2 separate regions of the Mus musculus genome follow, and region 2 is linked to region 1. Evidence: chromatin contacts called from public promoter capture Hi-C data. All regions are on one chromosome and are shown on one strand. Each heading gives the region's core, a stretch centred on a gene start, on an enhancer-like site or on the middle of the called end of the contact. The rest is flanking DNA. Distances are from core to core; before and after follow the strand shown. Region 1 holds the start of Mtf1 (metal response element binding transcription factor 1). Region 2 holds the start of 1700057H15Rik (RIKEN cDNA 1700057H15 gene).

Region 1 (5,833 bases), core at 1,894-4,393:
ACTACAACCTGTGAGAGAGATGCCTTCCGGTTTCCAAGCTACCCTGAAAGGCATTCCATCATGCACAGTTCCTGAACGTGAGTGAGTGTGACCACCTTTAGCTAATCTCATCTCCTTTGTGGATTCTTGCCTGGATTATACAAAGTTCCTTTTACTATCCATTAAATATTCACTAAATTAACAAACATATTCCTACAGGCGTCTCCAAAACAAATCACTTACAGCCAGCTCTAGTTATTACACACAAATCTAGTCACTTGGCTATCAGAGAAGCCATGCTGTTACTTTCGCAGTATAAACATGAATTCACTTTGGTGAAATTTCTATTTTATTTATGATTTGGAGAGGAAAATCTGAGATATTACAATGTAGTATTCCTCAATTACAATGTGGCCATACAATCCAAAAGTTCTAGAAAGCAGTCACAACGAAACAGGAAGCGGATGTGTTGTTGACAGGCAAGACTACAGAAGGCTCTAAGCCCAGGAGCTCCTTTAACCCCCAGTTAAACCTGCCAGCGCGATGTGGAAGGAGCCGCCCCAAAGCCACACCGGCCTCATCTGCGGCTTTACTTACTTCTTTCCGTTTCGTTTCTGGACATTCCGACTGCAGAGTAAGAGTTGCACCTTCAATGTTTCTTGGCATGGGTGTGGAACCAGGGTTTATAGTCAAATGAATCTGATCTGGTGAGATAATGTGTTGTACGTAACCCTGGGACATTGCTTCCTGATCTATTAAGAAGCCCTCTTCACCTTCCACCAGAAAAGGCAAGGGTTCTCCACACTGTCCATCGTCTTCATCATCCTCCAAAGTGCCAGGGTCCTGTTCTATGAGAACAGTGGTCCTATCATAAACAGTTCCAGATGAGGAAGGCACCAGTCCGTTGTCATCCACAAACCTGAGCATCTTGTCATGCGGGGTTAGGTCATCCTCCTCTCCCTTAAAGAAGATGATATTGTCGTCTGGACTGTGTTCCCCCATGGCTCACGTGTGCTCAGCCCAATTGTGAGAAATGGAAAGGTAACGGCCTTTCTGCAATAGATAACACCAGAGTTAGAACCACAGCCCAAGACACACCTATGTCCTCAAGGGATCCTTAGGGATCACTTTCCCTCATTTTAAAGAGCAAAGTGCTAATCCCAGACTTTGGAATGCAGAGGCAGGCAGACCTCTGAGAATTCCAGGCCAGCATTGTCTGCATATCAAGTTCCAGGCCAACCAGAGTTGGTGGTGAGACCCTGTCTCAAAACAAAGAGAGAGAGCAATCCAGGCCTAGGAATGGTGGTGAATGTCTTTAACCCAGCACCTGAGAGGTTGAGTAAGCTGGATCTCTCTTGAATTCCAGGTGAACCAGAGATACACAGTAAGAATCACACACACACACACACACACACACACACACACACACACACACACACTCACACACACACACACACACACACACACACGCATGCCGGGCAGCGGTGGCGCACGCCTTTAATCCCAGCACTTGGGAGGTAGAGGCAGGCGGATTTCTGAGTTCAAGGCCAGCCTGGTCTACAGAGTGAGTTCCAGGACAGCCAGGGCTAAACAGAGAAACCCAGTCTCAAAAGAATCAAACACACATACTCAATCACACAGAGGCAAACCAAAGCAAAAAAAAAAAATTATGTTCCTTGGAAATACTTAAAATCTGACACAATCAGTCACTGACAAGGAAAAAGCAAATCTTTTTTTTTCCCCCAAAAAATTCAAAGTTGGCATTCACAAGACCTTCTACTGTCACATACTTTAAAGATGGATCTATGAAGCTAAGGAGGATAAAAGAGCAAACAGGTGGCTGTTTAAAGAAAGAGTGGCTACAAACCTTCAGTGAGGTGCTCCCGTCCCAATGCCCTCCCTCCCCGCAAACACACCGTGAGGCAGTGCCACGGCCTCATGTAGTTGGTGGTGCAGAAACAACACTCTGAACATAACCACCTCCAAACCCTCCTTTTGCCCTTTACTGCTTGGACAACCTATCCGTGCCTGCTTTTCTACAGTGGGACCAGGGCTTCCTGTTTCATACAGAAAGAGAAACTGCAGGTAAAGAAAAAGGGTGGCTTCCTTCTGTCATTTCTAGAACACATCAGGTGGAGGGGCTAAACCCTAATAAGGAGTAGCTGATGCAAATCACTTTAATTATTTATATCGTAAAACATGATCTGGACCAGAGAGTACACTTGTACAGAGTGACTAGGCTTTCTGACCCGAAAGGCTGACTTAACATAAGCAATACTGACACGAGCAGCTCAGGAAATATCAGCAAAATGAATGACAGACATGCAGACGGTCTCTTTTTGAAGATAGCCTCTTGAGGAAATTACCAAATTTGAAGCTTTCATGGTCTGGAATGGTGATTCCTCCTTCACCCGAAAACACACAGGTTCTACAAATGTGGGTTTGGCAGACACAAAAGGAGAATTTAAAATAACCAGCACATCACTTAGTTCTCAACCTGGTTCTGCACTTTCTCTTCAGCTCAAGAGTCGGCAAAGTGAGCCTTTACTAGCCGGAGTGACAAGCAGGCGAGGTAGTTACCAGGCACAGGTCAAGGGATCTAATCTGAGAGGAACCAGCCCGAACCTTTGCTTACGCAACCCCAGAAATACACGTTTCTCGGTGTCTGAGAGGAGAGATAAGAGACCCGGTGGGCTGCCCCGGGAAACGCAGAGACCAACTTTCTGTAACAAGACCAGGAGGTGTGAGGGTGGCCGAGGACTGCGAACCCAGCACCTCTGAGAGACTAGCATGAGGACCCTGACCGGGAAAGCACCCCTAGTCCAGGGCTACAGAGAAAAACCCCGAGGCAGTCTGGGGGCTACGAGCTGGGCTAAGAGGGGCAGGGTCCGGGTCTCCATGGAAACAGAGAAGGGGGGCTGGATACCCATCCCCATGGAAACGGAGGAGGGGTGGGGTCCCTCGGGTGAGTGGAATGAAGTCTCAGCCGGGAATGGCTACGGCAGGGAGCCCCAGTCCCGCACCCCCCGGATAGTTCCAGCCCCAGCCGAGTCCAGCCTCTGCTTTTACCTCCGCGGCTCCCGGCAACGGCGGCAGCAGCAGCTTCTCCCCTCCCAAGCGGCACCATGATTGCCCCCACCTGTCCCTAGCGTCACTTCCGCTTCCGCTTTCCGGAGGAAGGAGAGGCCCGGGGAGCCCTGGGCCTGCTGCTGTTCGTGATTGGCTTCTACTCTCCAGGGGGCTGAGACCGCGCCTCTCCCCAGCGGGCTGTGGGCGGAGCGAGTGGAGTCTGGCGCTCCGGTGCCGCACCGGGAAGCTGACCATAGAGAGCGGGCTGTTTCGAGCGCGGGAGGATACGCGACATCAGCGGTGAAGTCGAGGTGTTCTCAGCCCCAGCTGCGTCCACAGCTGCAGCAAGAAGGCTGCAGTCAGCCGCCGCCTTCCAGATGCGTAGGCCAGCCCACGGCATCCCTCTCCTCGCCCCACTGTACCCACGCAGCATAGTTCACCTGGCTGAGGCTCCCCCCCAGGACCGGAACGCTGAGCAGAGCCCTCCAGAAACTTCTCGTTCTCACGCGCCCGCGGGAGCTAGCGGTTCCAACCTTCCTTAAGGAGGGTTTTTGCTCTAGAAAGGGTCAGCGCCACCTACTGGCCAGTCCCCTGTCAGCTCTTAACACTTATCCTACCCACCCTTGAAATCCACTCGGTGGTAGCAATATTTCAAAGCCCAAGAAGATACTTTTCTCGTGTTTCTATTATATTCCTGTATATGTAATTTTTAGACTCTCACATAAGCTAATGCTTATTTACCCCATGAACGACTTCTCTCGAATGTTTACGTTGGAGCAGTGCTCTTAGAGGCTAGATCAGGGTTCAGGCCCAAACTGCTGTGCCATTCCCTCTGAGTAAGGTTGAATAAGTGACTCTGGCGCACCAGCATGCCACAGATCAGCTGCTCTGTTCTTAAGCCACAAAGGACTAGCTGCCAGGAACTACCATCTCTTGAGAGAGGAGGATTGGGGAAGAGAAGACCAACTGACTGCTCTGACCTTAGAGTTCTTTTGAAACCAGAACCCACATTAGATGGCTCACATCCAGCTTCAGAGAGATCTGAGCCTCTGGCCTCTCCTAGCACATTCACACATGCATGTACCACCACCACCACACACATACACATAACTAAAAAAAGAGAGAACCATAGTCACCATTAAAAATACATTTTCATTAAAATATATTACATATATGAGAGGTGCTGCATTATATACAGTTGGGAGGACTGAATATCCTACAAAATCCCACTTGTTTCACCAGAACCCCCTTTCTTCAGTGCTCTTGGGGGCGACTGAGAGGCCTTGGAGTTGAGCAGAAAGGGAACAGGTGCCCTATGCATGAACATGTTTGCGGCTTGGACAGTGGAAGCATCTGGATGGCTAAAAGTTGTTTATCCAGGAACCTCTAAGCAGAGTCCTGCCGCCCCAAGCCATTCTCCTTCAGGGACTTCAGTTAGTCCAAGTATCTGACCATGAGATGCTCAGTACGGGATATGGGGAACTCACTGACTGCATGTCCTGGAGGCTGGCTGAATAAGGCAAAGTACAGTTACTTAAAACTTTTAAATAAAAATGAATAGGGAGCTATTTGTGTTAAATAACTAGAGTTGAATGTGGAACGTCAGTTCTACTATGGTGGATTGCCCCCATGTCTTCACAAGTCAGCATGGGTGTGCTAGCCAATGGCATGGAGAAGGGGCAGGTCTAGGCTCAGGTAGAAGAAACAGGTGGCTGCCATTCTTCCAGCAGCCTCAGACCAGCTTAAGGCAGTTCTTGAGCTGAAACAGGTGGGGCTGACAATTGTGGCTGCCTTAAGGAAAACAGGAGAGGAGTAGTGAGGCTCAGAGTGGACCGCAGAGGAACTGGTGAATAAACTCTTGGGCCTTCTTCTTTTCCGCCATGTCAAGCTTTTGGTGACGAGCTGGGTTCCGGAGCAGTAAGCTGCCAAATATGCTAGCTGTGCATGACAGAAACAGAAAATACCACTTAGCAACTGGGACACGGGGGTGATTAGGAGAGAGAACAGACTACCTCAAGCACTCTGTGTTAAAGGCAGGGCCTGGGTGCCTTGAACTCAGGGGCTCCACCTGCCTCTTCCTCCTGAGACTGGGATTAAGGCATGTACCTCTATGCCCAGGTAGTTCCTTCCTGAAAGCACAAACAACTGGGGGGTGGGGGAGAAACAAGTCTCTATTCCTACCAGTCTTTAGTTCCAGGCCAGGCAGAGCTATACAGTGGGAGGCTGCCTCAAGAAATAAAGAGGGGCTGTGGAGATGGCTCCTTAAGTTAAGTGCTTGCCATGCAAACATGACAGAGGACCTGAGTGCAGATCTCTAGCTCCCACTTAAATGTACCTGTAACCACAGTGATGTGGAGGGAGAGAGAGGTGGGTCCTGAGGCCTTGCCAGCCAGCTAGTCTAGCTAAAAGAAGGAACTAGCACAAGGGCTTGCACATGGTAGGTAAGGGTTCTACCATTAAGTCATACTTCCAGTCCCCAAAAACATTATTTGCATAAACTTTGCCCAAAACAAGGCATGATGGTGCATATGCAGCACTGGGGACCAAAGCAAGAGGATGCTGAGTCCAAGGCCAGGAGAGTGAGTTTGAGGCCAGCTTCAGCAGCATAACTTGACCGCCTTTTAAAAAGTTAAAACAAAACAAAGCTTCCTCAGAGCTTGGGGGGCCAGGGGAGCAAGGGAGAAGAGAAGGGAGGGTGAGCATTAATTCAGCTTCCTTTCTTAGTGATTCTGAACAGATGCTTGTACGACACTTGGCCACTTACCTAGAATATTCTCATCCAAAT
Region 2 (5,833 bases), core at 1,278-3,777, 320 kb after region 1:
TCTAGGTGCAGGACACCAATACAATAGCTTAAAAAATTAGTGAACAGCTGGTGACAGGGCAAGTCATAGAAAGAAGTGATCCCGGGTTTTCTCTTATCTGTGGAAGCTTGCCCCGTGGTATGCCAACTCTCCTGCACTTCTGGGGGGGGGGTGTCCTTCATCTATTTAATGAATCCAAATGTCAGAATCTATGGTGGTTTAGCCTTTTGGTGTGCTGTTTCTTGGCACAAGCAGAGTATGCAGAGACTCTGGAGGACTCTCAGGCTGCAGATCTGGCTCCTTAGCCGTGGCTGGGGCGCAGCTCACTTGGAGTCTGCTAACATGGCAGAAAGCTGGGGTAAAACAAAACAAGGTTGAATGGGCAGGAGTGAGACCCAGGAGCCCACAGACCCAGGAGTCCAGAGAACCAGGAGTCCACAAACCTAAGTTAGTTTGGTCCGTTCTGATTTGCCAACTGTTCTACTCTCAGCAAGAGCAGGGGTTTTGTTTGTTTGTTTGTTTGTTTGTTGTTGTTGGTTTTGGTTTTTAAACTAGCACCTTGCTTTTCCTCAACCTCTTCTCTCCTTTCATCCAGGGATAGAGAACAGGAGTAAATCCACTCAGGCAGTTTTACAGCAGGACACGACCACACCCACCCCCATTCCCCAGGCCAGAACTTGTAATTCTTGTCCTCTGGGGCTGGTGATACAGCTCAGTAGCTAAGAGCAAATACTGCCCCTGAAGAGGACACAAATTTGGTTCTTATCTTATATTGGGCAGTTCACGACTTGCTGTAACTCCGGCTCCAGGGGATCCCTCTGGGGTCCACAGGCATCTGATTCACATGTGCACAAGCTTTTCCACACATGCACACATGATGTGAAAAGAAAATAACCTCCTGATTCTTGTCATTGGTCCGAAGCCAAAGTGGCCTTGGTTCTGCTTTGGCCCAAGGCTAAGAATGCCAGACAGGTGCTTTGGTTTCTGGTCCGGGTTCTTGTCATTTTTTTTTTCTCCTCCTTTTTACAAACTATAGCTTTCTGCCTGGAAACTTTATGAGGACACAGCAATGAAGAGTCACCCGGACACCTTGTGGAAGGGTGACGCGACCAACTAGCTCATTCTCCAAGCTCACCGTGCCTCCATTCAGCAAAGCCTCACTAACCCTAAGGTGGGGACCCTTGATGGTACCTTACTTCCAGGAGCTTGCGTCTTAACACACAAGCTCCCACCTACAGCTGTATAATAAAACCCTTTATCAATTCACCCTCCTGTTCTAGAATTATACTCTTTGAGACAAGAACACGAAGCCACTGACTCCAGGGAAGCTTGCGTGACCATGAGCTTCTGGCATGCAGAAGCTCAACTGTGTCAGTCCAGCAAAGACTGGAAAACTTCTGCCTGACCTAAGGATGCTCAGGCCGTCTCACCAGAGCTCCAGACCTGCTTCTCTCTCTGCTTGTAATATTCTTCCTTTACACAGCTGAGCATCCATCTCTTTCATCTCAAGAGGGATACCTTTAAAAAGGTCCATTCATTTCTGTTTCCACCTGCACAACGCTCTTTCCCTTTGCCTCACTTGCTGTCCTGACAGCCTGTGTTTGGGTTCCGCTGCTTCTTGCCTGTCTCTTCCAAGTAGCGGCCAGAGGCTGCACTTCACAAATCTGAACTGAGTGACCTGTGGCTGCCACACAAGCCCCGGGCCCGAACCTGTACTGAGGAGACCAGAGAGTTCTTGAGGTTCCCTTGTGCTCCTCACAGAAGTTCCAGGGCATCAGGCTTCAGGGCCAGTGAGGTTGCCTTAGAACCTGTGGATTTGGGGTGAAGCTGGTCTTCAGAGGCCCCTCAAGGAGCCCTGCTGTTCCTCGCCACCGCCACCATGGGGTTCTGATCATACTCTAGGGCCTTGTCATTGTCATCCACACCCCAGTTTCTCCTTAGGCTAAATGAAGGTTTTCTTTGGGCTTATCGTTGGATTCTTAGATTGCAGCACTACCGCTGATTGAATAGCTTGTATGCTGCTCTGAGCTTGGTGCTTTGTGAGACCAGAGTGGGTCCCATCCTGCATAGAGGCCCTGCACGGGGTAAACGGGTCCCTTACAGGAGTCTTTCCTGATTTCCAAAGCAGCAGCTCCTAGGCTGCCTTACAGCTTCTTCCTGGCACCCAGGGTGTGCCCCAGCTGCCCCAGTGCCCCGGGCTTCTCCTCCTCACCCTGGCACATGGCACCCTCCCCAGCCCAGCTGTCACCACAGGCTCCCGGCTCTTTACCACCTCCCTGCCTGAGGCCCCAGGTCTCAGCAAGACTGGAGCCTGGGCCTCATCCCTGCATGTTGTCCCCGACCCCTGCATCTGGCTCCTTCTCCCCAGTCTCCGGAGCCAGCAGTCCCCTCCCCCCACGCCTGACCTCTGAGCACAGAATCTATTGTCCTCCTCCGTCGCAGCCAACCCCCCAGCCCAACCTGACAGCTCCTCCATTACAGATGCACATTCACAAACAGCTCATTTACATAGAGCACAAGGAAAACCGCTCTGTCCTCAGAAAAAGAGGAGAGGAGGCTCCCACTGCAGAAGACCCTGAGGTGAGGGAGCCTCCTGCCCCTCCCTTCTCCTAGGCATTTCTGAAGGGTGTTTGGGGGTTGGAGGGCAGAGGCCAGAGGGATGGGAGGGCAGAAATCAGGTTGGTGTCTGGGGAGGGAGTGAGGTGCGTGCAGGCACACACTATTTAGTTTTTGTACTTTTTTTTGTTTGTTTTAGAGTAGTTTATTTTCATCTATATAAGCTGTTGTGAATCTTTAGGACTTCTGCCCAGTCCCCAGCTTGCACGGCTACCCACCCCTACACATCCCTCCTACACACACACACACACACACACACACACACACACACACACACAAACACACACACACAGACAGACACACATGCACACACATAAACACACAGTCCTTCATGCACAGACACACACACACGCACACACAGTCACTTGTACACAGACACACAGAGACACAATCACACATCCACAAACACACACACACACACCATCTAGTTTTTATTCCAGGGGACTGCTAGCAGCCATGGAGGCAAAAGGGCAAGATGCACTTTGGGAACGGGGAACCTCAGAGTCAAGAGGCTGAGTAGCTGAATCCCTTTCAGAGCTTAACCCTGGTTGAGCTGCGGAGCGGGACATGTGGACATTTGACAAATGGCTTCATTTCCCATGAAAAGTGAGTGCAACTGTGTCACCTGCCTTGGGTGTTTGGAGGAGGGAGCTGTGAAGAGTATGATGTCATGCGCAGTGCCCGTGCGCGCATGGGAGGACCTGTCAGAGGCAAGCAGCACTGAAGAGTATGATGTCATGCGCAGTGCCCGTGCGCGCATGGGAGGACCTGTCAGAGGCAAGCAGCACTGAAGAGTATGATGTCATGCGCAGTGCCCGTGCGCATGGGAGGACCTGTCGGAGGCAAGCAGCACTGAGGCTTAGGAAGCAGGGAATCTTTGGTAGAGGCTTTGCCCACTGGCCTTCCAGGAGCCCCGGTAACAGCCCAGCCTGGCTGCAAGCAGAGGGGGAGAGGTCACTCTTTCTTGCTCCTTTGTCAGGTGGTGTTCTTTTCTAGAAACGGTCCCTCACCTTCTTGTTCCTCTCTTACATCCTCCCCCCTCCTACCACCAGCTCCACCAAGTGACAGGATGTGGGCAGGCCAGGGACCTTGTAAGGCAGAGTGGTGCTGCACACCCCTGGCGTTATGCTGTGCTCCCACATTTCACATCTGACTTAATCACCCACTTTGTGCTCTCAAGGCAGGCAGGTCCAGCTAAGCCCAGCAAAGTTCTCAGAATCATGTTGTGATCCATTAATGATGTCTGCCATGGGTGAAGCCAGGGGAATGTCAGGACTCATTTGTCCTCTCAGCCTGGCCTGGTGCTGTTGAGAACAGGTGGGAGGGGCACTGAGTTCAGTCTGCTGAATGAGGATGGGCAGGACGCTCTGGGCAAGAGAACTGCATGAGCGTGAGCTATGAAACACCATGGTGGGCAGGCAGATGTTGGGAACTCAAGGCTGGAGGAGGAGCCAGGAGTGGTGGTGCACGCCTTTAATCCTAGCACTTGGGAGGCAGAGGGCAGGCGGATTTCTGAGTTAGAGGCCAGCCTGGTCTACGAAGTGAGTTCCAGGACAGCCAGGGCTACACACAAACAAACAAACAAACAAACAAAACAAAACAAAAAACAACAAACAAAGCAAAACAAACAAAAAAAAAACCAGAAAAAAAACCCAAAAAAACAAACAAAACAGAGAAAAAAGGGGGAGGGGCAATGAGTTAGTACCTGTATCTGTATGGCATCTAGAACGCACAGCCATGTGCACAGTAAGGGACACCATTTCTTCTGTTCTGCTGTATCTTGATGACGAGCCTCTCAGCCAATGCTTCTTGGCCGGCAGGCAGAGGGCAACTCCCACTAAGTACCTAGTGGATGTGGCTCAGTAAATCCCTTGCTGACTTATTGGCAGAATGATCAATAATCAATCGACTCATGGAGAGTCCAGCCAGGGCAGGTGACAATCTGTCAGGATGAAGAATCTACCCTGAGCATAAATCAGGCCATCTCTGCTATTTGTTACTCTGGGTGGTCCTACAGGTTTTCCCAGGATCACTGGCAGACTACTCACACTAGGGGCAGATTCAGTAGCCTTTCTTTGTCCCTATCCTGATGAAGAGGGCTGCCTCCCCTACCTGACAGAAAAATACTGCTGTACAGAAAGGTGGAGCCGAGCTCTGTCCACCTGTTTCTGCCTCAGCCCTGGTGCCTGCATTGGAGAGGCACAAGGTGGGGAGAGATGGTCCTTTCTGTACTTTCTAGGACCTAAGGAGATGGCTTGATTATTGGGGTTCTGTGAGCATGAGCCGGGGGGGGGGTACATGGGCCAGGGGACACTTTGTTGAGCCTTGTGATTTTAAACTATCACTTCTCTATCACTATTCTAGTGGCTTAGAGTTCTTCTCTTTCCAGCCAAAGGGTAGGGCACGGTTGTCTTCCTCCTCCTTACTGAGGAGGGAGGGCTCAGCCTAGGACAGCTCCTTGTCATTTCCTGCCTCGGCTGCTCACTCTCCTAGGGCCTGTCCTGGAACCTCCTCCAGCTAGGCACCCCTTTCTCCTTAACTTTGCAGGATGGAGCAGCTGCCTCCCTCCAGCCTGGCTAGGAAAGACTCCCATCTCCTTGCTTTCCTCCTCAGGGTGTCTGTCTCTGCTCCCACCCACACCCCCTCCCAGCCTAATTGAAGAGGCTCCACCTGGCAGGGAAGATGAAAGCTTTGTCTTCCGAGTCCATCCCGGAGCGTGTTACGATGATGGATGAGTTTCCAGACCCGTTTGCTCCTCCCAGTAGCATTAACAAAATTGCCTTTCAGGTTCCCGACTTCCACGTTGGAGAGATGGGCTGCGCAAGGGATGGGAGACCCAATCTTTGGCACTCGAAGGTGAGCATTAAAATCATTTTAAGGCTGCATTTAGGCTTCGAGTTCCCTGTGTGTGAGTCAGTCCCGTTGCTGGCACGGCAGAAGGAGACGGATGATGTTTGTTAAAAAGCTCTTTGGTGTGGTCGGATTGACCATTGGGAGTGCTCAGCCTGAGCTAGGGTGCTTGGGCCCAGATTCTGTGGCTGGATGGGACTTGTGAGAGATACTGTCACTATGGGTCCTACTGGGTCATGGCCAAGTCACCCTCTCCTTTAGGTCCCTCTAACCCCAACTAAACTTAGACTCTCAAGAGGCCTAAGATGATGTGTGTATGAGGGTCCTGAGTTGGAATTCTACTTCTGAGACTCAGTTGCTGATGGAACTATGCAAATCTTATTCCCTT

Evidence for each region. Promoter capture Hi-C pulls out the DNA fragments that hold promoters and counts their contacts.
Region 2: a promoter capture Hi-C map of liver shows a contact between it and region 1, with 5 times the contacts expected there. The contact joins the promoter of 1700057H15Rik here to the promoter of Mtf1 in region 1. A contact is called at or near these places in 3 of 39 promoter capture datasets (embryonic stem cells, liver and stem cell-derived epiblast-like cells).

What each region holds. Positions count from the first base shown.
Region 1 is chr4:124,799,859-124,805,691 of GRCm38.p6, reverse strand. It overlaps Mtf1 (metal response element binding transcription factor 1), which reads right to left and starts at 3,143. Exons shown (of 11, transcript NM_008636.4): 1 at 3,049-3,143; 2 at 577-1,032. The coding sequence starts at 981. Inpp5b (inositol polyphosphate-5-phosphatase B) reads right to left here. Exons shown (of 24, transcript NM_008385.4): 23 at 5,813-5,833; 24 at 4,181-4,986. The coding sequence ends at 4,871.
Region 2 is chr4:124,482,653-124,488,485 of GRCm38.p6, reverse strand. 1700057H15Rik (RIKEN cDNA 1700057H15 gene) reads left to right here and starts at 2,527. Exons shown (of 4, transcript NR_040774.1): 1 at 2,527-2,559; 2 at 5,383-5,451.